Regions from separate parts of the Mus musculus genome. Here all the other regions are linked to region 1. Evidence: chromatin contacts called from public HiChIP or PLAC-seq data. All regions are on one chromosome and are shown on one strand. The core of a region is the stretch at or near the end of the contact, and the rest is flanking DNA. Distances in the headings are between cores, read along the strand shown.

Region 1 (5,090 bases), core at 868-3,367:
TTCTCATCACACAGTAGGACGTCTTTCAAAGTGATACAGCACAGCTTTGGAAGGGTGCGATGCAATGAATATGTCACCGTTGTCCTGCCTCTCCCTTTGAGCTCCCACTTCTGATAACCTTGGCATTTCTTGGTTGGTTCTCCCTCAGTCACAGGAATCAGACTGCTGTGTTGAGTCTACCATATACATATCCAATTCCTTGTATGAAATCTTTTGAAACATTCACCAGTTCCTGTTTTCCTGATACATCATATAGCAATAATGCTCAAACAAATGCTTGGAAGAGAGAAAGGCGGCATAGAGCAGGAAGACCAGTGCACAACGGTAACATGAATTGTAGTATCCAAAGATGAATATATAACTTATGGTTCTTAAACTCCACCTTCAGAGAAGTAAAGCTTCCAGCCCTTATACGGGATAAACTGATCCAATGTTGACTGTTGAAGTAACGGTTGTGAGGCTTGTGCTGAAAACGTAGAATACGATGTTAGTAAAAACCAAAGCACTGGCTAGTTTTCCCTCCAACTAGTTTCTCCTTTTACAGGAGTCTATTAATAGACTCCAAATTAGATATTTCAATAAGAATTATAAATATTAACCTTCAGACCTGAAGTCTGAGTTAAACTATCCTGCTATCTACTAGGCATTATTATTAATAGGCATTATCATTATTTCCATTCCTTGTATTTTTTTTTTCTTTTTACATTATGTTGCCTGTGCACACTAGTAGGCCCACACATGCCATAGTGCATATGTGGAGGTCAGAGGGCAGCTTATGGAGTCAGTTTTCTCCTTCCACCATGTAGGTTCCAGGGACCTGAGGGTCCTCACTTGGCAGCAGTCCCCCTTACCTACTCTGGCATCTACCGGCCCTTGAATTGTCTCTTTCCCGAGAGAAAACATATCGATCCCTGCGTGCACGTACCAGAAGCGTGCTTTCCTGAAGCTTCATTCAGGTCAACTCTGTTTTCTCTTTCTCTCCACCTTCCTGAGAAGTTCCCACCACCTCTTCCTCTTTTCCAGCTTTGGAATCTTCCTCGTCCAAAACCTCTGCCTCTATAAGCACCACTCATGTCTTCCACAAGTCAAGAGCACTCCTAAAAAATGTATTAACATAGTAAGGGGGGGATTAATGTACTGTGTTTAAGACCAGCACTTAGGCTTGCAAAGTTCCATGCTGCAGTATAAACCTTATGTGTTGTATAGTTAATTCTTTTAATCTCCATCATGATTAAGGTACACCATAGACATTTATTCAATACCAGTTTTCAACAAACCACCAAGAGAGAAATCAAGGAGTTAACTTGAACCGGTTTTCTGTGTGGAACTAATATTGGGCAGTATTGGCTGAAAATAATCCTCACCAGTACGATACTAGGGAAATAACATAGCCCAATCTTCGCTGTATTACTTTCTGTGGCAGGCTGTCCTAAAACTGTTCCAAAAGAAAGTAACTCCACTTAAAAATTCCTATCCCACAGATACAAACTATTGATAGATTCATACGCTGTGCTGTAATTCATTAGGAGAACCTGTTCTAACCCTAAGAGGTTTTAATAAATAAAAGATTCGCAAGTATGCAAACTAATAATAATCAAGGTTGCTTGTGATAGCCCTGTGATAAAAGCTCAAGTCTTCAGGATCCTCAGGATGAGACATTCCATCGCAACACTACGTTCCACATCGATCCAACAGGATAACATACTGAGAACGGTGGCGATTCCAACATCTACATAGGGAAGCAGCCTGAGAAAAGTCGTACGCAATCCCTGACTCCCCGTCTTCCTCGCGTCCTGCTTTCAGGAGCCCCGGAGCCTGCGACAGAGCCGTAAGCCGTATACACTCTCACGCAGGGCTCCGCGGACACTCCGTCTCCGGAGCCGCCCGGTGCCCGCGTCACTGCGCGCCAGAACGCCAGACGCAGGGCGGGGAAGGCCGAGCACAAGCCCAGAAGGCAAACTCGGACCTCGCTTGAAGTTCTTTTTTGGCGCGTCTATGACGCGCTTCTGCTTAAGGAAGCCACGCGACTAGGGGGCGGGATGAAGTGTAGCCAATCAAAGAGTTCAGAGAGACGGAAGTCGCCAGGCTTCCGGAAGCCGTCCCGAGGTCCGGACCGGAAAGCGGAAGCGGCGTGCAGCACGTGGGGGCGGTGCCGGCGGAGACGCAGGTCCCTCCTGGTCGTGCCGGGCTCCTAGCGGCTGGAGCAAAAACGGAGGTTGAAATTTACCTGGCTTCCATGGAGGCATCAGCTGCGGAGCAGCCGAGCTCACCGCCCCCGCCTCTCGGGGACCACTGCATCCATGACGGTGACTTCGTGGTGCTGAAGCGAGAAGATGTGTTCAAAGCAGTGCAAGTCCAGCGGAGAAAGTGAGTCTGGTTGCTGGCCTTGGGCAGCGCGCACCACCACCCGGATAATCACTCCCTCCTGTGCCCCATTCTTGGCTCTTTGAATCCCGCTCCCCAGCCCTTATTGCTACCACTCAGGTCTTCCTATCACTGAGGCCTTCCCACCGGGATCCTGCCGCATCCTTGGCTTACGGGTACAGTACTCGCCTCTACCTTTCATTCCCCAACTTTCTATTCTACCTTCTGCGCCAAATTCTCTTCCCAAGAATTCCATTCTTGATACTCCCACTCAGGAGGGTGCTTTCCCGAGGATTCTTGGGGGGCGGGGGAAGAGCCTCACTAGTCTTACAGAATTTATCCAACCTTTCACATTCGTATCTCTTATGTCTGACTCTCTTCCCAGCTCCCCACTTTCTTCATAAATCCAACTTCCTCAGTAAGAGAAAAGGGAGATAAGAAAGATCTCTTACACATAGTATGGCTTGCAGGTAGGCAGTCTTATTCTCTGGATCCCAGTGGGAAAAATCTGTCTACTGTAAGAAAAGAGAACTTACTACAAGGTACATGGCCAGCTTAAGCCCAGTATACATACTGGTGCTTGCTGATGGCCCGCTGAAGCAAACACTTTCCTGCCTCCCAAGTGGTGGGATTACAGGTTTGCTTCACCACACTCAGCTTGCTTCATGTTCTGATACAACCATTTGAATGTCCTTTTTATAATGTGTTTTGTTAGATGATCCTTTTTGTTACCAAGGAGACATACTGTATCTTTAGTTCTAAAAGGTACTCTTTTTGTTAATTAGTTTGTTTGATGGGCTACACAGAGAAATCCAGTCTCAAAAAAAAAAAAAAAAACCAACAAAAAAACGACCTAGTATTGTTTTAAGGTGTGTGTGTGTGTGTGTGTGTGTGTGTGTGTGTTTTTGTGGGCTTGAGTATGTGAATTCCTGTGCGCTCAGTGGCCAAATGCTTTGTATTTCCTGGAGTTGGCGTTACAGCCAATTGGGAACCACACAACTTGGGTGCTGGGAACCAAAGTCAGATCCTGTGGAAGAGCAGTAAGTGCTCTCGAGTGCTGGGTCATTTCTCCAGCTCCCTAAAGAGTCAGCTGTAAGCTCTTTTTACTATCCCTGTTCTTAGGAAGCCACGATCCTAATTTTTTGTTTTATTTAGAAAATGACCCACTGAACCCAGCTGCATCCCAAGCCGGACTCCCTATCACCAAAGAGATCATGGCTCTCTGCCACTCTTAATCGTTCCCAGGAAACAGGCAGCTTCATTATTTATCAGATCGCCTCCCACACTTTCCGGCCTGTCAGTTTGGATGCTTGCCCCCCAGGCCCCCACCACACACACCTTTGCACATAAGATAGGCTGGCAGAGGCGTAAAGTGTTTCATTAACACCAACATGATTCAAGGATGAGGATAAGAGGTACAAAATAGATGTTAGTTACTGGAAATCCAGCAAAGAGTAAGAATTAGGAGTCAGGAGCACCTCCAGAGGACATGTAGTTCAAGTGGCATTTGATGAATGAGGGGAGATGACTCAAAGGGTAGAGCTCTTAACCACATAAGCATGAGGTGCTATGGTACATATCTGTAATCCCAGCGTTCTTACAGCAGGATGGAGGCACACACAGGAGACTCTATAGAAGTTTGAGACTGCTTGCCTGACATATATAACAGTGAACAAGAGAGATCTTGCCGGGCTGGAGAGATGGCTCGGTGGTTAAGAGCATTGATTGCTCTTCCGAAGGTCCTGAGTTCAAGTCCCAGCAACCACATGGTGGCTCACAACCATCCGTAATGAGATCTGACACCCTCTACTGGTGTGTCTGAAGACAGCTACAGTGTACTTAGATATAATAACAAATCTTTGGACAAGAGCGAGCAGGGCTGGAGTGAGCGGGATTGCAGCAAGCAAAGGTCCTAAATTCAATTCCCAGCAACCACATGATGGTTCACAGCTATCTGTACAGCTACAGCTTACTCATACACATTAAATAAATAAACAAATAATAAATAAATAAGAGAGAGACAGAGACAGACATAGACACACCTTGTCTCATAGAAAGATGGAAGGCAGGAACCAGTATCTGAGTTGATCTTTTGACTTCCATATGCATGCTGTGGTACCCAAACACTAACATGTGCACATGCCCACACAAAAGATGAAAGTAGTTAACCGTTTTTTAAGGATATGATATACAAAGATATGGTGGGATAGAGAACTGAAAAAGGAAAGATGAAAAGAGTGATGCAGGGCACAAGCAGAGTTTACCAGGTCAGGACAGGTCTCAGAATTCAGAATTCTGTGCGTGTGAGCTGGGCTCTGAAGCTTCCTTAGGTACAAAGCTTTTCTTTACGTCAGCCATGCCATGTATGTAGAAAGTATCTGCAGACCTGTATGAATCCTGCAACTTTAACTCCTCACACAAACATGTATACAATTGTCATTGTGTGTTATGTTTTTCTGTCGAGTCGATACACATCAGTTCACCTCAGAAATGGAACCCACAACAGACCAAAGAAATGACTGCAGCAATGTCCAGTTTGGTGAACCAATGTGTGCACACACGAGCACGTGCACTCGCGCGCACACACACATCACCCAGCAGCAACTGTTTACTCCTTTTTATCTTGTTAGATAGGAGACCCTCAAGAATCTTCTAGGCTTTTTTTTCTCCAGACATGTGACTGTTTGCTTGCCCCCTGAGACTGGTGAGTGTCATCTTTCCTCCTA
Region 2 (5,090 bases), core at 1,052-3,551, 510 kb after region 1:
CTTGGCTTGCCAATCGGTGAACTGAGGGATCCCTTCAGAGCAGGTCCCAGCCAACCCAACAATTAGGCCAACATATTCTCTTGAAATGTCCTGCTCAAGTTTTCTTGTATAATACAGGCTAGGTTACAGGATGAAAGCAAGCAGGGGCAAAATCCATAAAAACGGTTCCACAGTCCACCTGTGTGAGATTACATGGTATATTTCACACCTCTGGACACCGGCTCACACACACTACAGCACATTAAGAATACATTTTAAATGCGGTTATAAAGCAGAAACTAAAAGTCTGAGAATGTGAAATAGGCTCTGTGTGTGTGTGTGTGTGTGTGTGTGTGTGTGTGTGTGTGTGTTTGTACATGCGTGTGTGCACCCTGCACATTCTCTCCCAACTTCCTTATGGGACTTCACTTTCAGAAGACACAATGGGAACTTTTTTGACACTGAAGTGGTTAAGGGGTGAGAAACGTACACACAAAGGGAACACAGTTTTCCTGAGAACGACCATGAGTAGAACTCACCAGGAAGACACCCTGGCTTGTTCTCATGTCAGGCTGGTTTCTGGGACCAAATCTTTACTTCACCAGTTCTAAGCTAACAGCCATCTAAGCAGTGCCCAGGACTGGCCTGGTCAGGGCTCCAAGGCCTGCAGGAAGGAACACTGCAGTATTTCCCGGGTTGGGGCCTCGGGGAGTAGCTACTAACCCTGTCCCACAGGCACACTTTGAGATGGGGACTTTATGGTTCCACCCCATGGCTCTCACCTGAGACATCTCAGAGGCTGTGAGAACAGATGGCACACAGGCTGGCAAGCAGGAAAACTGCACAGTGTTTATGCTCACACAGCGGGAAACATAAAACCACACAACAAGTGACAAACACGGGACTCCTGACAAGGAAAAGCACGAACACTTTATTTCTGACACAACAAGATGAGTGTAAAGCAAGTTATGTGACCCACTGAGATCTGTGCGGTGCTGAGAAAGCAGTCTCTGGGCCTGCCTGCTTACTGGAACAAACAACACGCTATACAATCACAGGGTGGCACAATCGCAGGGTGGCACTGTTCTCCTGGCTACCTGACTGGGAAATTCTCCTCTTTCACAAGACTGGAGAACTCAGAATAGAAACCTGTGGCTGGCAGCTCCAATGAGCACTGGGTTTCAGTGTCTTAGGACACCAGCTTCCTCAAGCCTCAGCTGCTGCTGCCCGAGCGTGAGTTTTGGCTCCTGGGGCGCTGGGGTGTGGTGTGCCCTTCTCTACCTAGTTTAGTGATCCAAGGCCATTTTTCTATCAGAAGTGCAGTGTTGCTCCTAATCTCCACTGAGAATCTTAAGGAGCAATTGTAAAATACACCTCAGTGTATTTCCTTTTCCGGGTGCCCATGACATGACTTAATAGCAACAGGGGCTGAGAGTGACACGACCGTCTCCATGGAGTTGCCGAATTGGTGAACTTTGAGGGCAAGTCAGAGGACAGCCCTAAGGGCAAAGCTCCCACTAGGGGCCTCATGGCCAGAACCAAACTGAAGGCAGCAACACTGTGTTCAGTGCGGCCTGGGAGCTGAGAACAAAAATCCCCAATGCGGACAAGTCAGTCAAAGCTGAGAGACAAGGAGCTGCCCGCCCCGCCCCGCCCCCGTGCGCACAGCGGACACTCTGAGGGCTGGCTGAGTGTTGGAGGCCACAGGAAGACTAATCTGAAAACAAATTAGCACAGACCACGGTACTTGGGGAAGTCACTGCAGCCTCTCAGCGGTGGGCACACCGAGCAGGGCTGTGGGTTAGTTACCACTCTTGGGGAATAAGTTCCTTCCCTGCCAACTGCTCCTTTCCATGTCAAGCTCAACCTATTAGGAAGGGAAAGAATCACAGCTTACACAAACCCCAGCAGAAGGTCCCCAGGAAAGTACAAACTACAGCTACACCGGTCACATTTGATAAAGTGGACACTGAGTCTTGAAGAGCCAAGCCTCTTGACAGATTAGGCCGGCCACAGTTCTAAGCAGGATGTAGGGATTCTGAGGACGTTTGGGTATGACTAAAATCATGTAGGAAACAAGGTGACTTTTAAACAGACACACATACGCTCATCTCGAGAATACTATATACACAACACAGCAGCAACACAAGTGGGCTTCCAGGCAAAGGGTGTCTGAGCAAAAGTCCTCTGCTCCCCACCTCTTAGGGCTCCCCCAGAAGGACTCAGCACAGCAGCAAACCCGCGGCACAACCACAGAGGCCTCGACTCTAAAAGGTGCGGTCTACAGGACCACCCTCTAGAGGCCACTGTGCCTGGCTGGGGCAGAGAGGGCTGGGACAGTGCCCCCTGCTGCACACATCTGGAATATGTAAGGGCTTCTTTTCCATACTTCATAAATTCTTCATGCTTTCTGAGAAAAAGAAGTCTGAAATCTTCTCTCAGTCTATATGGTGAAAGCAAACTACATAAGCAAAGCTCACCTGCCCTCTGCAGAATTTTGGCTTGGACAGATGTTCATCTGATCAGAAAGCCTCTCCCTCACAGCTCTACAGAGGGCAGCCCCCACTGCTCTCACAGCTCTACAGAGGGCAGCCCCCACTGCTCTCACAGCTCTACAGAGGGCAGCCCCCACTGCTCTCACAGCTCTACAGAGGGCAGCCCCCCACTGCTCTCACAGCTCTACAGAGGGCAGCCCCCCACTGCTCTCACAGCTCTACAGAGGGCAGCCCCCACTGCTCTCACAGCTCTACAGAGGGCAGCCCCCACTGCTCTCAGACAGAGATGCCTGCAGAAGCCCCAACGAGAGGTGTCAAGGACAGCAAAAGCGTGGAGCCCGTGAAGGCCCGTGCAGGTGGGAAAGCCCTCAACTCATCACACACAGATCAATGTATGATCTCTCGCACAGCCCAGAAACAACTGGATGGGCAGGGGTTAGAGCCACCAAGCAGACACCCTGAGCTGGGCAACACTGCCCTTCATGTTGCTCAATACTTGTACTTCAGAAACCCAAATGGTTCTTTCCTGTGACTTCTTTGCAACTCAAAGCTACAGCTTACTCACTGCCCACACTATAAACAGACAGTATATACAGATTAAAAACCACACACGCACAAAAAGGAAAAAGAAAAAAAAATGACGGTGGTGAGTTGAAGCTTTTCATTATCTAAGTCACAGCAGCTGGGCGGCCTTGGCGACTGGCCCCCACTCCATCCTGCTCCAGCTCTCTGGGCCCCAGGTGGACTCTACTCATCTTCCAAGGCAGATGTCAGAATCCCCTTGTCAGTTAGGTGAGACTTGAGCGTGTTGAAGATGTGAAGCTGCTGATCTGGCCGCAACGTCAGAAACTGCTGGATCAGTTTGCTTGGGTTTGGACCCCTACAACAGAACATAAGGCACCCCTGAGCAGGGGCCAGCTGCCTCGCTGGCCCAGTTACCCATGGGGTGCTATGAGCCCTGGATTCACTATTAGTGGAGGGAGAGAGACCTCAGAGGATTTGTAAACACTCATGCTTTCAAAGCCCACTCAGCTGGATCCGGTGGAATATCTGGATCCGGTGGAGTAGTTCCGCACCTGATAAAGCTGGCGATGTACACATTGACAAAGGTGGCCATCAGGTACTGGCAGTCAAAGCGATCCATGATGCCTCCATGACCGGGAATGGTATTGGCAAAATCCTGTTAGAGGAAAAGGAAGGAAGGATGGGCCTGGGCTCACCAACAACCAAACTCCAGACTAATGGATCCACCCATGACCAAAACCCTGCTGGGCAGAGAAGGTGATGGACAGAGGCATACAACCAAATGCCCAGGTGATCACAGGACAGGACTGCAAATTACAACGCGGTCTCTGGTTGAAAGAAGCACTAGCAAACCAGATACTTGCACTTTCATTTACTGTCCCCCAAATTCAGCACATGGGTAAAGAAAAGCACACAGTAAGTGCAGGGGCGTGACCTGGTATGAGGGGTGCAAGCTGATGGAGCAGGGCGGGGAAGAGATGGGCGACCAGGAGTGAAATGGGAGAGGCAGGTGGGGCAGAGTTCCCCTACTTTGATTTTAAAGGCCCGTTTGAATCCACTGGCGAAGAACCCTCCGAAAGGGCCGATGAGCGAGGCGAAGGTGGAGAGGGCGATGCTGTGGATCTGGAAAGGGTACATCCTCACCGTTTTCTGAGGAGAAGGAGTGGAACCAAAGTCAGCAAGTGTGCATGTCTGGCTTCTTACAGTTAATTCAGAGCTTCATAAAACAAGGTCTCCATTTTTTTCAATCAACCAAAAGACTGCAGGGCTGGAGAGTTGGTCTGGTGGTCAGGACCACCTGCTGTTCCAGCAAAGAACCTGGGTTGTTTCTAACACACATGGTGGCTCACAACCATCTAGAACTCTATTTCAAGGACACACGAACACACTCACCCAAAACATTCATACATCTAAAGAGACTGAGTATTAAAAAAAAAAAAGGAGAAAGACAGAAAGAAAGGGGGGTAAGGAAGGATGAAAGACAGACAGACAGACAAAGACAGACAGAAAGAAAAAGACAGAAAGAGACAAAGAAACAAAGAAAACGAGCCCACACCTTTAAATCTCTAGCATTTGGCTCAATAGTAGAGCACTATGCTATTGTGTCTGGAGTGGGGGCTATTCTGTCTGGAGTGCCTGCAATCCCAGCATTTGGAAACTAGGAGCAGTAGGATCTCAAGTTCAAGGGCGCCCTCAGCTACAGGGTAAGGTCAGCCTAAACTACATAAGAACCGCTCACAAACAAACAAAAGGAGAAATTCTGGAATCAACGTCTTATACTGTTTTGCAGGCAATATATGAAGAAGATCCAGCTTTAGCTTACAGAGAATGTAATTTCAAAAGGATGAATGTTTTTAGCAGTCTTCTCAGAAATGTGGGAATTATACAGGAACTTGACAGGCATAACTCCCCTAAAAGTTAGGTACAAGCTGGGCAGAGTCCCATCAGTGAAAATACTTGCCCTACAACAGGACTGAGTTCAGATCCCCAGAAGCCATGTAAATACTGAATGTGCATGGCAGGCAGCCAGCAGCAAACCCTGAGGGGGATCCCAGAGCAAGCTGACCAGCAGGATGAGCTCAAGAACCCTGC
Region 3 (5,090 bases), core at 1,201-3,700, 490 kb after region 1:
GTTAAGCAATGCATGGCTGTACAGCCTTTTTTTATGTTACTCAATTTAGGTTGCTAGTATTTTAGTTAGTTATTTTGTATCTATTTTCATAAGAGGTATTGACCTATAGTTTTCTTTTCTCATACTATATTTTTCTGGTTTTAGAACAATAATGGACTCACAAAGTGAGTTGGGAAATGTTGCCTCCTATTTTTTTGAATGACCATGGAATAAATCTAGGGCTTTTCCAGGATGGGAGGGAGAGTTACTAGTTAAATATCTTTATTTGTTACAAGTCTATTCATATTTTCTATTTCCGTTGAGGTAAGTTCTAGTAGCTTGTGTGTCTTTCCATAAATTTGTCTACTGTATCTCTTTGTCGGTTATTTAACTTGCTCATGTGCATTGGTCTCTTAGAAACCTTTTTTTTTTCCTGTAAAAATGGTAATGACATCCTCTCACTCCTTCAGATATTGAAGTACTTTTAATGGCTTAACTTATTTGCCAACTTGACTGAATCTGGCATCAATTAAAACCCAACATGCAACGGGCTGTGGTCGTTGACACCTTTAATCCCAGCACTTAAGAGGCAGAGGCAGGCAGATCTCTGAGTTTGAGGCCAACCTGGCCTACAGAGTGAGTTCTAGGACAGCCAGGATGAGACAGAGAAACCCTGTCTCAAAAACAATAACAAAAAGCAAGAACTCAATCTGCTCTGGGAAGGATCTTCTTAATCAGATTATTAAAGCTGGAAGGCATACCCTAACTATGGGTGACAGCCCAAATGAAGGGCATGGAATTCTGAAGCTTTGCTTTTGTCTGCTTGCCATCACTCTCACTGGCAAGTTCATCTATCCTGTTGGTACTACATTCCTTGACCAAAATTAGAACCAACTTATTCATTCCTAGACTGAACCCCAGCAGCGTTCCAGAAATCCTCCAGGCCTGCAGCACCAAACCGAGGCTGCTGAGACATCCGACTTCACAAACTGAGACAGCCATTGTTGATCTACACAGACCATGTCTTCGTTAGGGTTTCCTTTGCTGTGAAGAAACAGCATGACAACATTTAAATGGGGCTGGCTTACAATGTCAGAGGTTCAGTCCATTATTATCATGGCAAGAAGCACTGCAGCACCCAGGCAGACATGGTGCTGGAAGAGCTGAGAGTTCTACATCTTTATCCAAAGGAAGCCGGGAGCAGTCTGTTTCCAGGTAGCTAGGAGGAGGGTCTCAAAGCCCATCCCCGCTGTGACACACTTCCCCCAACAAGGCCATACCTACTCCAACAAGGTCACACCTCCTAATAGTGCCACTCCCTGGGACAAGTGTATTCCAATCACCACAGACCACATCCTGTAAACCAATCTAATAAATCCAGAAATACTAAACCCTTCCCTGTTCCTTTAGCTTTTTTCTTGCTCTGGTCTAGATAAAAGCTTATCAATATAGTTGAACTCTTCAAAGAATGAAGCTTACAGTTTTACCAATATTTCCAGTGTTCTTTTATCCTATATTTTCCTCTGTGATTGTTGTTTTCTTCTTTCCATTTAATTTGGCTTTCATTTGTTCCATGTTTTCACTCTCCTTCACCTCCTAGATTTTATGATCCCCACCATCACCATGATTTTTTTGTTTTCATTTCATTTCACATCCATGGAGTGGCTGTAGCACAGGCAGGTTTCTATCCTGTGCCTCAAGGTGAGTCTACAGAAGTTTGCTCTCTTTGGAGCCATCATCCTGACCTCCCTTTGCAGGGACATGGCACCAAAGAGATGCTACCCTAAGACCTAGCTATCAACAATCCTCCTTAATCACATGCCCCCCCCCAAAAAAAATCAATCATACTCCAGTTTTCAAATAGTCCTCGGTCATATTAAGTGTTACAATCAGACAGGATTTTACCTAACCTCAGGTGTCAAACAATTTGAGAAACAATGTGACAGTACAATAAGAAGCAATCATTCCTGCCAGGTGCCATGGCTCATCAGGCAAAGTCACTGCCATCAAACCTGGCAATCTCAGTCCAATCCACATGGAAAAAAAACCAATTTTGCAAGTTTTCTCTGGGAAGGAAAGAATTACAGCCATTGCTTTTGAGGGTTTTGTTTGTTTTATTTGGATTTGTGACAGGGTCACATCTGTAGCACAGTCTGGCTTCAAATTCATAGTAATCCTTCCTCGGCCCTCAGGTATTGAGATTATAGGCACGAGCCATCAACCCAGCTGACAAGTGCTACTCACTTGGAGGGCTAGGCAGGAGGAGTGACTGTCTTGGATCTTGAACAACTCACTCCTCAGACTCAGTGTCATAATGAAACAGTAACATTTCACTTCCACGGATGCCACAGGGAGTAAACCAAATTGTGCTAATAAAACCCTAGTCACAGAAAGTTTCACTGTGGGGAGCTCTCAAAACCTTATGGGAGCTACTAAAAAACCTTCCCACATGGTGTTGTAATAGCTTACGATTATCAGTACAGCTCCTCGTGTATGCTGGGCAAAGATTCTACTACTAAGTTACATCCCAGCCCTGTGGTGGTCTATTTAAACATCTATCCTTCTGATTAATAAGGGCCGGGCGATGACTTATTTGTCTCTGCTTGTTATTTTCATAAGTGAAAGAACTATCCCAGGCCACTGACCCCTGTCACTGCCCGATGAAGGCTCCTTTGCACCTAGTCCATATAGTCCATAGTATACACACAGGAAAGGAGAGAGAGAGAGAGAGAGAGGGAGAGAGAGAGCTGTGATCCTGGAACTCAATAAACACTTAGGCCAGAGTCCTATACAGCGGCTTCACCATTTGCCTAAATGCCCCTGGCTGTGTTCTCAGAAACCTCCACCCTCCCTTCCCCCATAGGACTCAGCCTCATAATCATCACTGAGTGAAATTTCCCAGCCTCAGTGTGTTGATGACAGGACTCGGCTGGTGATGCATAGACAAAGCATGCTTCTCCCTCCCACCCAGATTCTCATTGCTCAATCACTTCGCTGACTGGAGTTGCCAACCCGACATAACCAAGAATCACCTGTAAGACAGCCTCTGAACGGGCCTTCTGGGGTTCTCTTGATTGTTTGGGGCTGGCACTGTTCCTGGATGGAGCCCTGGGCTGTGTAAGTGGAGGGAGGGAACTGAGCAGAAGGCTGTAGACATCCCCTCTCTGTCCCCACCAACTGTGGGTGGGATTGGCCAGCTGCTTCAAGCTCCTGCCCCTTTCCCTCCTTACCAGGATGGACTGTATCCTTGTACTCCCAGCCAGAATAAGTCCCCTCTCTTTTAGGTTGCTTTCACTAGGGTATTTTATCACAGGATCTATCTTACTTGTGTTTGAGCTCAGGAGTTTCCATATTCTTGGTCTCTTGAGGAATTGAAATAAAAACTCATGCAGATTTGCAAAAGTATCAAGTATTGAAAGCTAGGCAATTGAGATATTAAAGTATGTGAGTGAAGATACTGAAGGCCCCAGTTATAGTTTGAGGTCTCTCTCTTTTTTTATATAGGGGTTAAGAGAAAGAGAGAGAGGGAGAGCGAGCAGTTTTGTTTACTAAGAAGCACACTGGGGGGGCGGGTGTCTCTGTTTTGATTGATAGGTCAAGTCATGTAATCACTTTTCTACTACATGTCCCTTCCCATAAATGATCTGATTTTAATCATATGCATGCCCAAGTATGCATATGCATTACATGGTAAACAAGAATCATCTCTAACATTCTCTTTTTAATGACTTATATTTTATTTCACCTTGTTGTTTTACCTGCATGTATGTGTGTGCACAGGTGTTGGATACCCTAGAACTAGAATTACAGGCAGTTGTGAGCTGCCATGTGGGTGCTGGACACTGAGCCTAGATATATTAAGAATACATTTGAATAGAAACTATCCAAGTTTGATGTTCATTGCTGGGACAAGACAAGTCTCATTGTTCCGAAAGGAGTATAAATGTAACCCAGTTCAGGTGGGGGATCCAAGACGAAGACTGTGTGTCCAGTGTGTGCAGGTAACAAAGCTAGGTGCCCAAGTGTGGTATCAGAAGAGAGGATGTGCACGCAGAGTTCAGTAGAGTCCTAGCTTACCATGTCTGCAGCCTCAACAGGAAAAGAAACCAAGACAACCATCAAGCCAGCTCTTAACATAGAGTTCCAGCAAGGTGGAAAAATAACCAGGTCTACTCAGATTCTTCAAAGACAAGAACCAAGTTTAGAAGTGGAGTATGTATGTGTGTGGTATGTGGGCTTACATATGGTGGACACTGTGGGGGTGAGGGAGGGTGGGGAGACTCAAGTTTGATGTAGGGAGTCTTCCTCTTGCTGAAGCCAGAACTTGGCCAAGCTGGCTGGGCAGCTTGTTCCAGGGGTTCCCTGTCTCTGCGTGCTGAGGTTCCCAGCAGGCCACCAAACCCACCCAGCTTTTACATGGAATCTAGGGAGCCACCTTCTGAACCTAGAGAGAACCAGGTTTTTCTTTTTCTTTTTTTTTAATTAACAATTTTTTTCCTTTTGCACAATAGATTCTGATCACGCTTTCTGGTCCCCTAGTTCCTCCCACCTCCCCATCCACACAACTCCACCCTCATCCTTTCTCTCTCCCTTTGAAAAACAAACAAGAAAACAAGAAACAGGCTGGGAGATGGCTCAGTGGTTAAGAGCACTGACTGCTCTTCCAGAGGTCCTGAGTTCAATTCCCAGAATCCACATGGTGGCTCACAACCACCTGTAATGGGATCCAATGCCCTTATCTGGTGTGTCTGAAGAGAGCGACAATGTACTCATATAAAATAGATAGATAGATAGATAGATAGATAGATAGATAGATAAACTTTTTTAAAAAATAAGAACGCACGTAAAAAAAAAAAACACAAAATCAAAACTCCCCAAAATCACAAAAATGGAAACCAAAATAAAGAAGCAGAAGACCAGTAAGACACGAAAGTGCCCCAAAAAAACAACATGAGACCACAAGTCTACAGAAATGCCACCAAAAGAACCAGATTTTAACCACTGTATCCCTCACGGCATCCAACATACAACTTTTCAGTTTATCTAATGTTTCCTTTTATAGACTCCCACATGTTTGAGAAATCTCTGCATACTCCAAGGCCATAAAGGTG

Evidence for each region. HiChIP or PLAC-seq counts read pairs in DNA pulled down with a chosen protein or histone mark.
Region 2: an H3K27ac HiChIP or PLAC-seq map of epiblast stem cells shows a contact between it and region 1, with 4 times the contacts expected there. The contact joins the enhancer-like site here to the promoter of Trmt6 in region 1. A contact is called at or near these places in 16 of 39 promoter capture datasets (the 3T3-L1 cell line, 3T3-L1-derived adipocytes, the C10 cell line and 10 more), 3 of 15 datasets of contacts at CTCF or cohesin (large pre-B cells, pro-B cells and stem cell-derived epiblast-like cells), 4 of 484 Hi-C or Micro-C datasets (brain, cortical neurons and embryonic stem cells), 18 of 115 datasets of contacts at active chromatin or transcription factors (the SCID.adh cell line, bone marrow-derived macrophages, double positive thymocytes and 8 more) and 4 of 9 other capture datasets (adipose tissue, embryonic stem cells, liver and 1 more).
Region 3: an H3K4me3 HiChIP or PLAC-seq map of bone marrow-derived macrophages shows a contact between it and region 1, with 6 times the contacts expected there. The contact joins the enhancer-like site here to the promoter of Trmt6 in region 1. A contact is called at or near these places in 15 of 39 promoter capture datasets (the 3T3-L1 cell line, 3T3-L1-derived adipocytes, the C10 cell line and 9 more), 3 of 15 datasets of contacts at CTCF or cohesin (large pre-B cells, pro-B cells and stem cell-derived epiblast-like cells), 1 of 484 Hi-C or Micro-C datasets (cerebellum), 12 of 115 datasets of contacts at active chromatin or transcription factors (the 230-238 cell line, the SCID.adh cell line, bone marrow-derived macrophages and 5 more) and 2 of 9 other capture datasets (embryonic stem cells and liver).

What each region holds. Positions count from the first base shown.
Region 1 is chr2:132,813,081-132,818,170 of GRCm38.p6, reverse strand. It overlaps Trmt6 (tRNA methyltransferase 6), which reads left to right and starts at 2,117. Exons shown (of 11, transcript NM_175113.3): 1 at 2,117-2,367. The coding sequence starts at 2,237. Mcm8 (minichromosome maintenance 8 homologous recombination repair factor) reads right to left here and starts at 2,030. Exons shown (of 19, transcript NM_001291054.1): 1 at 1,706-2,030; 2 at 926-1,097; 3 at 383-466. The coding sequence starts at 1,073.
Region 2 is chr2:132,303,417-132,308,506 of GRCm38.p6, reverse strand. Cds2 (CDP-diacylglycerol synthase (phosphatidate cytidylyltransferase) 2) reads right to left here. Exons shown (of 13, transcript NM_138651.7): 11 at 4,029-4,148; 12 at 3,551-3,654; 13 at 1-3,354. The coding sequence ends at 3,222. Among named protein-coding and RNA genes, the nearest start is that of Gm46766, 42 kb to the right of the region's middle. Within about 2 kb of position 2,301, at least 33 of the 459 cell types and tissues checked have an H3K27ac peak or open chromatin away from gene starts, as enhancers often do. A contact at or near this core is called in epiblast stem cells, where this site is marked.
Region 3 is chr2:132,321,626-132,326,715 of GRCm38.p6, reverse strand. No RefSeq gene overlaps it. Among named protein-coding and RNA genes, the nearest start is that of Gm46766, 61 kb to the right of the region's middle. Within about 2 kb of position 2,450, at least 33 of the 459 cell types and tissues checked have an H3K27ac peak or open chromatin away from gene starts, as enhancers often do.